Regions from separate parts of the Sus scrofa genome. Here regions 1 and 2 are each linked to region 3. The links are chromatin contacts, called in public Hi-C maps. All regions are on one chromosome and are shown on one strand. Each heading gives the region's core, a stretch centred on a gene start, on an enhancer-like site or on the middle of the called end of the contact. The rest is flanking DNA. Distances are from core to core; before and after follow the strand shown.

Region 1 (4,135 bases), core at 593-3,092, 67 kb before region 3:
TCCGTTGTCTTGTTTTATGTCACTCATTTTGCAGTTTGCGGAACAATTGAAGCACAGTATTGTTCTCTTTTATCTTGGTCATAACTATTTCATGTGCCGGGGAATCAAGCCAAGGGTCCAGAACAGGGGGTCCAGGTGGGAAAAAGCCCAGAACAATGGGCTGGATACTCTCTGTCCAAGACTGAGTCAGAAAATAGGAGGAGAGAACATTTCCCATCTCTGATCCTTGAGCAAAACCCATCATCCAATATCACCATCCATGGAATATTCTAAAACATTATTTCTCATAGATTATAATTAAGTTCTTCTAAGTTCTGAAGTATATTTTGGGGGCTCAAGGTATTTCCTTTCCCCTCCCCTGGGTTCCTCCCCAGCTAGTTAAATCCTATAGGACAGTGCTACTCAATAGAACTTTCTGCAACAATGGAAACATTCTATGTCTGGGTTTTATAGTGTGGTAGCCCCTTGCTGAAGGTGGCCATGAGCTCTGGAATGTAGCTAGTGCCCCTGAGGAACTGAACTTTTAATTTTACCTTTTTTTTAAATTTAAATACCCATGTGTGGCTGGTGGCTACCACATTGGACAGAATAACTGTACGATCTTTAATGAACTCAAAATTCACTTCCTCCAGAGACAGTCCCTGAATCCCTTTCCCCAAACCAGGCCTATCTCCCCTCTATGTGCTATTTAGAAACTTGTACTGTCATAGAGCTAATGACAATTATAATTTTGAATAATTGTTTTTGTCCATTTTATGTTTATCTCCCCTTATAGAACAAGCTCTAAGATGGCAAGGACTCTGTCTGTCTCTTTTACCACTGTATTTCCAGCACGAGGCAGAGAGCACAGTATTTGCTATTTGCTTAATTAATGTATATGAAAAGAATAAATCAATAATCAAATGATTCTGCAAAACATATTATGGGATTATGTACCAAATATATGCATAATGTATATGTAAAGAATAAATCAATAATCAAATGATTCTGCAAAACATAATATGGGATTATGTACCAAATATATGCATACTAAATGATTGGCTACCAACTACAGTCACATATTAAATAATTCAAACCATGTTATAAATAATTCTAGGAGGCTAATACCTCGGATCAGTAGAAATTGGGACCGTAAAGAGAGGAATGGGAGTTCCTACTGTGGCTCTGCAGTAACTAACCGGACTAGTATCCACGAGGATGCAGGTTCAATCCCTGGCCTCATTCCGTGGGTTAAGGATCTGGCATGGTCGTGACCTGTGGTATAGGTAGCAGATAAGGCTGGATTTGGCGCTGCTGTGGCTGTGGTGTAGGCCTGCAGCTGTAGCTCCGATTCAACCCCTAGCCTGAGAACTTCCATATGCTGCATGTGCAGCCATAAAAAGCAAAATAATAATAGTAATAATAAGATAGAAAGAGAGGGATGAATTTGACATGCTCGGTTTGGAGTATATGAAATGTAAGGGGCTGGATCTTTTTCTATATTCCCTTGACCTCGCTGGTCGTTAAAAACCCTGCAGGCACTCCAGTCACAACAGTATGCCACATCTCCTCTCTCTTGCACCCTGCAGTTAATAGAAAAATCCAGTCACACTGCTCATTCGCATTTCTCATTTTTCCCCTGAAGTTTACATCGCCGCTCAGCCCCTCAAAGTTGCCCTCAATCCAGAGTTTGTCACAGTGCACTGGTCTCCACGGCCCGGTTTGCATTCTCTGTGTTTATTTAACATATTCCCAAAGCTCCCAATTCAGTTAATTTTTAGACAGGGACAATGTCAGGCACTGCAACACCCCACCAACGACCTCCCTCCAGACACCAAAATGCATGAGTCAGCCCTCTTTGGCCACACCCTTTCAATAGTTAGTTCTGTCCCTTGCCTGGGATAGAGCTTGTGCCAGGTCAGAAGCTCTGGACTCTTGAGGGCATTGGAGGGCTCCCTACCAAGCTCCTAATCATCGTCAGCTCGGGCTTCCTCAGCCCTATTGCTTCCACCTTCTCCTTACCAATAAGTAGAATCTGGCAGGTTCTGTAGGCCCCACTGAATCCACTTCCTAGACTGTGGGCAGGCATAGGGCCAGGGCCTTTTGCCCAGGTTTCACTGCAGATCATGGAGGGCAGTGTTCTAAAGGCAGTCTCGTCAGAGCCAATGTAAACGCCGAGACCCACTTGTCAGTCCAGCTGATGTTCAGCAGAGCAGAGAGCCTGTGTGGGAAAGAGCAAGATGAAGCTGAGGCTGGGGAAGCCAAAGAGAGAGGATATTTAAGGAATGGTTGGGAGGGAGACCTGATTTCTGCTGCCATTAGGACTGGCTTCTGGAGGGGCCTCTAAGGGGTGTGTAGTGATAAAGATGAGCACTGAGGAGGTGGCCCCCAGTGGATGGATTTGAGTCAGATGGACAAAGAGCCTTCATCTTTCCTTCAGGACCATCTTATCAAAGGCTGCAAGTGTGCTCTGCATGAAGATGAAGGGATGAGTGTTCCCACTGTGGCTCAGAGATAACAAACCCAACTGGTATCCATGAGGACAAAGGTTCAATCCCTGGCCTCACTCAGTGGGTTAAGGATCCGGCGTTGGTGTGAGCTGTGGTATAGGCTGCAGACTAGGCTTGGTTCTGGGCGTTGCTGTGGTTGTGTCCCATTCGACCCCTAGCCTAGGAACCTCCGTATGCTGTGGATGTGGCCCTAAAAAGACAAAAAAAAAAAAAAAAAAAAGATGAAAGGGGTGGATTTGGGCCTAGATCAGGGGGTCCTGGGCGGTGGACAGACACCTCCCTGTCCACCCTAAGGTCTTGTGTAGTTCTTTGGTGACAAGCAGTGGTACCAACAGCAGCCACCCCCCTGAATCCTTGCCTGGCTTCCAGGAATGGCACACTGTCCTTCAAAGCTGAAAAACCATGGACCCCCCACTTCTGCACTTGATAGAAAAGCCATTCACACTTTAATGCTCATTTTTCCCAAATGTTATATCACTGCCACCTTCTTTTACTTCCTCCATAATCCTCAAAGCGACTAACAGATAGGAAATGAGTAGCTTTCTGTTGTCTTTTTTTTGGGGGGGGGCACACCTATACCAGGCTGGGAATTGAATCCGAGCTATAGCTTCCGGCCTACACCACAGCCACAGCAACGCCAGATCTGAACACATCTGCGACCTACACCACAGCTCACAGCAGTGCCAAATCCTTAATCCACTGAGCAGGACCAGGGATCAAACCCGCGTCCTCATAGATACTAGTCAGGTTCATAACGGATCTCCTTTTGTTGGCTAATCTTGATTAGCCTACTTTGTTATGAACTAGAAACAAGCATGAGGGTGTGCTCGTCTCTCCGGGGTCTTGGTAGCAGATCAGGTGATGCTCAGAAGAGAGCAGAGCAGACAGCAGAGGTGGTACAGGCAGTATCTGATGGAGTCTGGATTCAGATCCGCAGGAGCTGAGAGGCAAGGGAGCATTTGAAGTCGGTACGTAAAGCCTGTGGTCTAAGAAGGCCCGCGGCCCGTGCAGTCCTGTCATGATACTTCAGCATCATCTGTGGAGTCGTTTTCAGCTCCATGATCAGCAGCCAGCCCGAGTGTTCCCCTTGCAGCCCCTGGCTGGGTTTACTCTGCCTAGTTTCACCTCAAAGGAAAACATTGATTTCATGGATATCAAACCTCAGGGCACTGAGAGATGTAGGCAGTCAGGCGCCCAGGCCTCTGGGAAGCGTCTACAATGTCAAGCCGCCACATGGTCCCAAAAAATGAGTTGAGTGATAAGCCCTTTTATCGGTTACCGACAGCCTGCCAGGTGCCGTCACAGAAACTGCCTCTCTTAATCCTGTCACCAGAATCTCCTTCCCTCCTCTCTCATCCTCACGGGCAACCGTTCTCATTCAAATTCAAGTCCCTCCGATTCCTGGCTTTCAGATTCTCTGATGGTCTCTAACTGGTTTCCCTGCCTCATCCACACAGAAGCTGGAGTGAACTTGTACATGTATAAATCTGATCAAGTTATTCCCCTTCTTAAAGACTTCTTGTGTCCCCGTGTCTTGGGGTAAGGTCTGCTCTTGGGCTCAGCTTTCAAGGCTCTGCCTCCCTGCCCCTGGCCTCCCTGCCCCTCGCCTCCCCACCTGTACCCTCCCAGAGTGGGCACACTGCCTC
Region 2 (4,406 bases), core at 790-3,289, 96 kb after region 3:
TAGGTCGCAGACATGGCTCGGATCTGACGTTGCTGCATAGGCTGGCAGTTACAGCTCCTATTCGCCCCCTGGCCTGGGAACCTCCATATGCTGTGGGTGTGGCCCCAAAAAGCAAAAAAAAAAAAAAAAAAAGAACTTCAGCTGTTGGCCTACACCACAGGCATAGCAACACCAGGTCCAAGTCACATCAGCAGCCTATGCCAAAGCTTACGGCAACTCCAGATCCTCAACCCACTGAGTGAGACCAGGGATCAAACCCACACCCTCATGGATACTAGTCAGATTCTTAACCCACTGAGCCACACGGGAATTCCAACAGCAGGGTCTTTTAACTCACAGTGAACAAAAGAGACAGTTTCCCAGAGGAGGTGCTGTTTGAGCTGAGTTTTAAAGGACAAACAGCCAGATGAAAGGAGGGTTATTCCCCCTGCAGGAATGCTGCATGACAAAGGCACAGAGGCCTGAGTAGCAGGCAGGGCTCTGGAAGGGCCAAAGCCCACTGGCAGGGATCTTGAGCCCCAGTCACCATGTGGCCTGTGTTGTCAGGGACTAAATAGATACAGAGCTGGACATGAAGGCAGGGGATGTGGCATGCCAGTGCATGATGTGTCCTCTCAGCTGCTTTAAGTCCAAATTCCCAGGCACTGCAAGCTCCCATCCCAGGCCCCTGGGCAAACCTACAGATAAGACAACACGAACAATGTACTTGATCCCTGAAAAAAGCTAACGGAGACTGGGAGTCTTCCAAAAGACTGCTGTCAGCAAATGTCCCAATAGACCAAAAGGGGAAGAGACAGTTCCTACTCTGTGAACCAGCACAGCAGGCAAAATTCCTGGCATGCCACATCCCCCACCTTCACATCCAGTGCTCTTCTAATGATGCTTCTATAGCTCTTTCTTGTTTATGTGCGTTCTCATCGTGGCTCAGCAGGTTACGAACTTGGCTAATATCCATGAGGTTGCAGGTTCGATCCCTGGCCTCACTCAGTGGGTTAAAGGTCGGCATTGCCATGAGCTGTGGTGTAGGTTGCAGACTCGGCTCAGATCTGGTGTTGCTGTGGCTGTGGTGTAGGCTGCAGCTGCAGCTCTGATTGGACCCCAGCCTGGGAACCTCCATATGCCATGGGTGCAGCATAAAAAAAAAATCTTTCTAGTTAAGACCCCTGGCTTCTGTGGAGGGGTCAGCTGCGGAGCTGGGAGCTGGAGTATCTCCACTTCCTCTGTTAACAGGCTGCCACGACCCTCAATCAATGGGCCTCATCTCTTTTAAAATCATAACGAAAACATAAATCCACCACCATCTCCCTTTTTTCTTTTTTGCTTTCTTTCCTTTTTTTTTTTTTTTAGCCAGCTGTAGCTTTTTTTTTTTTTTTTTTTTTTTTTTTTTTGCAAGCTTCACCTTAAGTCCAGCGCTGTTCTCACAGAAATGTGTCACTCTTCTCAGTGTGTCCTTGGTACCGTGCCCTTCCTTCTGTCTTTGTCCGTGTCTTTTTCTAAACCAAACATGTCATGGAAAACACAATAGCTCCTTTAGCTCGGTCCCCCGTTGCCACCTCTCCGGGATTAGTCACGATTCAGTTCATCTTGCAGCTCCTGCATCCCCTCCCCCACCCAGACCCTCCCTCTTAGAGTCCGGGGGCTACAGGCTCCTACCTTTTTTTTTTTTTTTTTTAAATTATTTTTTTTTGCACTCACAGTTGTCTAGGTTTAAAAGAATGCGATTTCTTCCGGTCTAGCCCGTCCCTTTATCAGTTCCTCCGCTTTACGTAATGAGACTTCTTGGTGCCTGGATGATTAAAGCCCTTATCGCTGCTCTCTCGCCTCTGCCCCAGTTTTGTGACACAACCTAAGAGAGACCCCTCTCCTCTCAGGTCCTGCCGCTCATCTGCAGTGCACACAGCAGCACCCTGGCTCCGGCTCTCGTCCGTCAGGCTCGCACAAAATGCACTGGCGTTTCCGATGGGTTCCCTCCCACTGCAGACACACCCCTTTCTGATCCTGTCCAGAAGGTCTCTTCCCTTTGAACGGGGTGGACTCGTGTGCCAGGCTTCCGTTCCCCTTCACCCAGTCCCTGTCATACCTCTAAGGTCATGCACCCTCTCTGAGGTCATGGGGTTAGTTCCTCATGCTTCCCGGATTTTTATACAGAGACGTAGGACATCTTCTCCTATGAGGGAAGATGGTGATCACAGGTCCGATTCTCTTGCTTTCATTTACCTTCCTCTGTTAACCCACCTTCCTAATTGACGGGTGGGTGGGCGAAGAGCTCTTTTAAGGAATGGTGCCACAGAGACCACAAACTTAGACTCACCAAAGGGGCACGGGGGAGGGACACATTAGGAGTTTGGGATTTACAGACACACACCACGGTTTACAAACTAGATAACCAACAAGGACCTACTGGGTAGCACAGGGAACTCTATTCGCTGTCTTATAATAACCTATAATGGAAAAGAATATGAAAAAGAATACATATATATAGCATTATATATATAGTATCTATATGTGTATAGTAGATATATGGTTTATATGTTTATAGTATATATAGTGTATATATAGTATATATGTTTATATATGTTTGGTGTATATATGTAATATATATAGTATATATATGTTTATAGTAGATATAGTATGTGTGTTTATAGTATATATATAGTATATATATACTATATGTTTATAGTAGATATAGTATATATGTATATATGTTTGGTGTATATATATAATATATATAGTATATATACATTTATAGTAGATATAGTATATATGTGTTTATAATATTATAATATATATATAGTATATATGTATATAGTATACATAGTATATAGGTTTATAGTATATATAGTATATGTATGTTTATAGTATATATCTAAACATATGTATATAGTAATATATGTATCACTGAGTCACTTTGCTGTACACCTGAAACACTGTAAATCAACTATACTTCAATCAAAAAAATTATAGAAATCCTCTCAGTGCACCCAGGGTAAATACATATTCCGGTCAGGCAGGTCGTAAGGAATCCTAGTATCTTCTGGGAAAGAATGGAGCCTGATGAAACATGTTGGTGTTTGAGTAGATGCCCACTTACTGGTCACCCTCATTCCATTTTATGTGGGAAAAAAAAAATCAGCTAACAAACCGGCAGGAGGTTACGGGACCCCTTTCTTATGGGGAGTGATGTGTCACAGCAAACTTGTGGCGCCTTCCTTCTCGCCTTCTCCCCCATGGCTGGCCTTCCTCATTCTCCACACATGCCTCTCATGCCAGGGGTGCTGATGCAGATAAGAGTGAGAAGGTGAGAAGGAAGGAGGAGGAACTGGGGGAGCCGTGAGGACACAGCACACAGGCCCCCGGAGAGCCCAGCCCCAGTACACGCGTCCAGGGAATGCTCCCCGCTCCCCGGCCAGGGAATCACCAGGGGCCCCCAAGATCCCACTCCAGCCCTTCAGCCAGTCGGAGGACGTTATCTAAAAATGAAATACAGGAGCTTCCAGCTGTGGCCCATTGGGTTAAGAATCCAACTGCAGTAGCTTGGGTCACTGCAGAGGTGTGCGTTCGACTCCTGGCCCAGGGCAGTGGGTTCAAGGATCTGGCCGCAGGCTGTGGCTCTGATCCAGTCCCTGGCCCAGGAACTTGCTTCAGCTATGCAATTTTAAAATAAATACATAAAATGAACACTACACGCACCCCTCTTCTGAGGAAGTACTTTTCCACTTTGCAGGATTGCAGAAGTTCTCTTAGGCAAGACATTTCTTTGAAAACTGACCAACTGGCAGTAAAAGGATAAGAGGCTTCAGAGGGGAGGATCGTTGTGGACTCTGCCAGATGTGGGTTCAAAGCCTGGATTTGCTCTGTATCTGCTGACTCAGCTTGGACATGTTCATTACTCTCGCTGCTGTCTTTATCACTCCTATGGTCTTAGTAGGAACCCCTCTGACGGTTGTCCTGGCACTGAGTAGTCTTAGCCCCCAGCACGCTTGACACCTGCAGCTTCAGTCACCTCCACCTCTGTCCCTGTTGCCCTCATGGGAAGTTAGTGGCACCAGGGATGGGAATGGTGTGTGCCTTGGGCCTTTTAGGCTATTGAAGTGATAACACTCCGGGTGTGTGAGACTATGTTCCCAGGATAAAGCATCAGAATCTTTCTGACCAACCCAGGCAGGCAACAGAAAGCACCCACGGGCAGACTAAAATCAATGAACAAGGCTTTGTACTTCAAGTTGAAGATGAGAAATAAAGTATAAGTTTCATTCCCTTCAAGCCAATACACCATTGTTCTGCTATTAAAACATTTTCTTGGAGTTCTGGTAGCTCAGCAGGTTAAGGATCCATCATTGTCACTGCTGTGGCTCGGGTTCGATCCCTGGCCCGGGAACTTCTGCATGCCAAGGCTGCAGCCAAAA
Region 3 (4,422 bases), core at 85-2,584:
AGCTGTTATTTATATTGTAGGGTTTTATGTACTGATGTTGGAGATAATGGGTAGAACCAAACATAAGCTCAGCCATCCTCAGTAAGTCATTGTGTTGGTCTCATAAAATCCTGAGCAAGCTCTCCCTCGAGGTCTGATCAAAGACAGCTGGAGCCTGTGGACACCCCCCCCCCAAATAAGGGGCTTCTAGCACCAGGAGCTGTAGGCGTTTCTAAAGAGAAGGTGTCTTGGACCCCGTGAATGAACCAACCTTTTTATACTGCGATTTAAATATACTGGAGTTTCCGTTGTGGCTCAGTGGGAATGAATCTGAGTAGTATCCACAAGGATGCAGGTTCGATTCCTGGCCTCGCTCAGTAGGTTAAGGATCTGGCGTTGCCATGAGCTGCGGTGTGGGTCCCAGATGCAGCCGAGATCCTGCGTGGCTGTGGCTGTGGCATAGACCAGCTGCTACAATTCCGATTGGATCCCTAGCCTGGGAACCTCCATATACCACAGGTGCGGCCCTAAAAAGACAATTAAATAAATAAACCAACATAAGCACAGATATAAACTCTTGATGCTCATAGCTCAGAGGTAACTGAAGAAATTAAATGGAAACCAAACCTCAAAGGTCGATAATATTAAAAGTAACCACATCACATTAATAACACCACTAATGTTCTGCTGGAAATAATTCACAGCACGAAGAGGAACGATGCTGGCACTTTTGAGTGTGGGGTCCTGTGCTACCCTGTGCCTCAGGAGGACTCAATTCTCCCACCCCTTTCCTCAGACCAGTCTGGTGCTTCATCTCCATTCATGCAAAGCTTCAAGATGTCACTCGCCCTTCAGTGGAGTGATTCCAGTCATAAATGTGGGTGCTGGCATTCCACCAGCGTACTAGTGACAAGTTGATCATCAGATGCTCCACCTCTTAAATTAAATGTATAAATTGAAATCATATTTATAGCATACACTACTATAAGTTGTAAAATTTGCATAGAGAACCCATGAATTCTGGTTTGAGAAACATTCTGTTAGATCCAAACCACCAACCCGGGCGGCATTTCCCCATCTGTCCGACCAGTCTGATCACCGTGTGGGTCCAAGAAAAGGCAAACCCACCCCCGTCTCCAGGAATCTTGAGGAGACAGCAGTTCCCTGCCCAGGACAGGGTCCGTGTCTAGAGTAAAACAGATCAGAGATCAGAGATGGCTGTTTTCACGCTGAGTTTTCCTCCAGAAGTCGTGGATGGGCGAACTCCCAGGAAGGCAGAAGGCGGAGAATGTTCCAACTCCTTCCTCACCAAATCCTCCCTAGGGCAGCTTCCTTCCCAGCCCGGATCACCTCCGGTGACCCCACTCCCTCGCCAGCCACACGTGGCTGCGTCTCCAGGAAGTTCAAGCACCCAGTCAACAATAAGCCCTTTTGTTACACAACCACTGGCTTATCTTATTTTTGTCTGTGGTTGTTTATTTGTGGTAAGATAACACGTAACAAAATTGACCGTCTTCAACATTTTTAAGTCTGCCCTTCAGAAGTGTCCAGGATCTTCACATGGCTGTGCAGTCGCTCTCCAGCAGCTCGTCTTGCAAAACTTAAACCCTGTACCCATCAAACCACAACTTCCCGTGTCCCAGCCTCAGGCAACCCCGGCTCTTTCTGTGAGTCTGACTGCTCGAGGTGCCGCATCCAAGTGGGCTCACCCAGCATCTGTCCTTTTGTGACAGGCTCGTTTCACTTCGCACAGTGTCTTCAAGGTTCGTCCGCATTGTAGTACATGTCAGAATAGCCTTCCTTTTCATGGTTGAATAATATTCATATACATATGAATATTATCTATTACATTCTATATTGTGTATTATAGTATATATAATGTGTTTTATTATATATTATATAGTGTGTTCTATTATATATTATATACGTATATTTTGTTTGGCCATTCATCCGTGGGTAGGCAGTTGAGTTGCCTCTACTTTTTGGCTGCTGCGAATAGTACCACCACAAACAAGGATATAACTTGTTTTCTTTTTTTACTACATTGCCTGGTTCTTTTGCTTCTACCAGGCTAACCTCTGAATTGTTTAGATTTCCCAATCTCCTTTTAAGCCTCAGGAGAGCTCGCCTCTGAGATTTGGTGCTTTTTTTCCCTCCAGTGTACAATTTCATCTGCTTTCTGCCTCCAGGCACGGACACAAAACCTCGTGGATGACAGATTATAATGGGCTGGCCTCCAGAACCTCCTGCAGGAACGTGTAAACATGTGCATAGACGATGATATTTGATTCAGTTCCTAGAGGAGATGGATTAGCTGGGGTGGGTCCTAAAGTGTCATTCTTGGCGACCCGCCACGGGCTTCCCGTCAGTGTGGAAAGAGCCTGGTGTGAGCACAGAAGGACCCCACCATGGAGCCATGGTCCCTTCTCACCAGCCTCCCATGGCAGAGATTTCACAAAGGCTTCAGTGGAAGTTACTGCTCCTATAAATGAGCAAGTCACCCCAAAGTTAGCTGAACTTGTAGGAGGATGTGCCATCCCATTGTGGCATCTTTCCTGTGAGTGACCCATGAAATGCACTGTGACTTAGGGAGGATCACTTAGAGGGCTCCGCCTTAATAGCTGCCTGAGTGGACACACACACACACACCCCACAAAATCTGGCAGGTAGTGTCTGCAGCCTGCTGACCTTCTGAAATCCATCATCTCAGACTCGGGGGCCATGCAGAAGCTCATCTTAACAGGAATCTGTGTTCTACTGGTGGAAGAAGATGATTCTCATGGGGCATATGTATTCCTCCCTAGTGGTCTCATGAGCAGACAGGGTGAGGGCTTGTCTCCACCTCACATGAGGATTCATGTTTTCGCTAAAGGGGAAAACATCAGAGGCATCTTCCTCTCTCTCGGTCAGCAGCTGCTCAAGGAGACCCCGGCTTTTCCCCGATGCAGAGCAGTCTTCTCTCCATGCAGACCTGGTAGCAGGTGGAAGAAAGAGCTCACAGGAGGCTGAAGGGAGGAAGGAGTTGGCTCTCTTAGCAAATATCCTAGATGGTACCCACGTGCTGAGAGGACAGAGAATTGAGTGCTGGGCTGAGAGCCCTGACAGAGGTCCCAGGACGGGCTGCTCCCTCCTTTTACCTGCACTGTGAAGCTGACCTGAAGGCCACACATGACTTGTGAAAGTATTTGGTAACTAAAATCATACCATTTGCAGCAACATGGATGACCCAGAAACGATCAGACTAAGTGAAGTTAGTCACACTGGTGAAAGACAAACATCATGTGATATCACCTATATGTGGAATCTAAAAAAAAGGCGGGGGGGGAATACCAATGAACTTATTTGCAGAACAGAAGAAGAAGCAGACTCACAAACTTTGGCGACCAAAGGAGACAGGTGGGAGGCTGGGACTGGCATATGCACACTGAGGTTTATGGAATGACTGGCCAACAAGGACCTGCTGTCTAGCACAGGGAACTCTACTCAATAGTCTGTGATAATCGACATGGTGGCAAAAGAATCTGAAAGAGAATGGACATGTGTATATGGATGACAAAGCCACTTTGTTGTACAGCAGAAATGGTCACAGACTTGTAAATCAACCATGCTTCAGTAAAACTTAAAAATATAGTAACAAGCTTTACAAGTCGAAGTCATCGTTGCTTTATTTAAAAACAAATAAATGTGGAGTTCCCTGGGAGCCTAGAGGTTAAGGACTCAGCCTTGTCACTGCTGTGGCTTGAGTTACTGCTATGGGTTCGATCCCTGAAACTTCTGCATGCCATGGGCACTGGCCAAAATAAATAAATAAACACACTTAGGAATTCCCGCCGTGACTCAGTGGTTAACGAATCTGACTAGGAACCATGAGGTTGCGGGTTCGATCCCTGGCCTTGCTCAGTGGGTGAAGGATCTGGCATTGCTGTGGCTGTGGTGTAGGCCGCTGGCTACAGCTCCAGTTGGACCCCTAGCCTGGGAACCTCCATATGCCATGGGTGTGGCCCTAGAAAAAGACAAAAAGACAAAAATAAATAAATAAATAAATAAATAAACACACTTAACAAAAAATAATTTCCTGCTTTGAAACGCTTTGTTCGTCATTTGAATGGCCACAAGGCAGGCTTTGGTCTTAGGAATGAGCACGTGATTACACAAACCAACAGCTACACTCCCCCCAGGCCTGAATTATATCTAGAATCAAAGGGTTGCTTCAAGATCAAATGGTTCTGCAATCCAGAGACCAATCTCTGGTGTTCCTAGAGGGGACCAGCTCCCCTAAACAGCAAGTATTCCCTCCTCTTGGTTTCCAAACGAGCTTGGGAACTTTTTTATTTCTCTACATACATGCAAAGCAAGGAACTCGCACAGCAGTCTCGGGACAAAGTCGGGGTGTTGGGGGGAAGGAAGGCAGACAGATGATCTGGTGTCTCCAGGGTGGGCCCA

The links. A called contact is a pair of places that touch in the nucleus more often than the background predicts.
Region 1: a Hi-C map of liver shows a contact between it and region 3, with 3 times the contacts expected there. The contact joins two enhancer-like sites. A contact is called at or near these places in 3 of 47 Hi-C or Micro-C datasets (fetal skeletal muscle, heart right ventricle and liver).
Region 2: a contact with region 3 is called in a Hi-C map of liver, with 5 times the contacts expected there. The contact joins two enhancer-like sites. A contact is called at or near these places in 3 of 47 Hi-C or Micro-C datasets (liver and skeletal muscle).

What each region holds. Positions count from the first base shown.
Region 1 is chr11:22,849,083-22,853,217 of Sscrofa11.1, reverse strand. The region is part of intron 3 of LOC102167197 (a long non-coding RNA gene); the gene reads left to right. It overlaps LOC106504683 (a long non-coding RNA gene), which reads right to left. Exons shown (of 3, transcript XR_001298344.2): 2 at 2,002-2,200. Among named protein-coding and RNA genes, the nearest start is that of SMIM2, 45 kb to the left of the region's middle. Within about 2 kb of position 1,842, at least 6 of the 83 cell types and tissues checked have an H3K27ac peak or open chromatin away from gene starts, as enhancers often do. A contact at or near this core is called in liver, where this site is marked.
Region 2 is chr11:22,686,229-22,690,634 of Sscrofa11.1, reverse strand. All of the region lies in intron 2 of SERP2 (stress-associated endoplasmic reticulum protein 2), which reads left to right. Among named protein-coding and RNA genes, the nearest start is that of SERP2, 12 kb to the left of the region's middle. Within about 2 kb of position 2,039, at least 18 of the 83 cell types and tissues checked have an H3K27ac peak or open chromatin away from gene starts, as enhancers often do. A contact at or near this core is called in liver, where this site is marked.
Region 3 is chr11:22,781,168-22,785,589 of Sscrofa11.1, reverse strand. LOC102167197 (a long non-coding RNA gene) reads left to right here. Exons shown (of 6, transcript XR_002336681.1): 6 at 2,169-3,228. Among named protein-coding and RNA genes, the nearest start is that of SERP2, 82 kb to the right of the region's middle. Within about 2 kb of position 1,334, at least 22 of the 83 cell types and tissues checked have an H3K27ac peak or open chromatin away from gene starts, as enhancers often do. A contact at or near this core is called in liver, where this site is marked.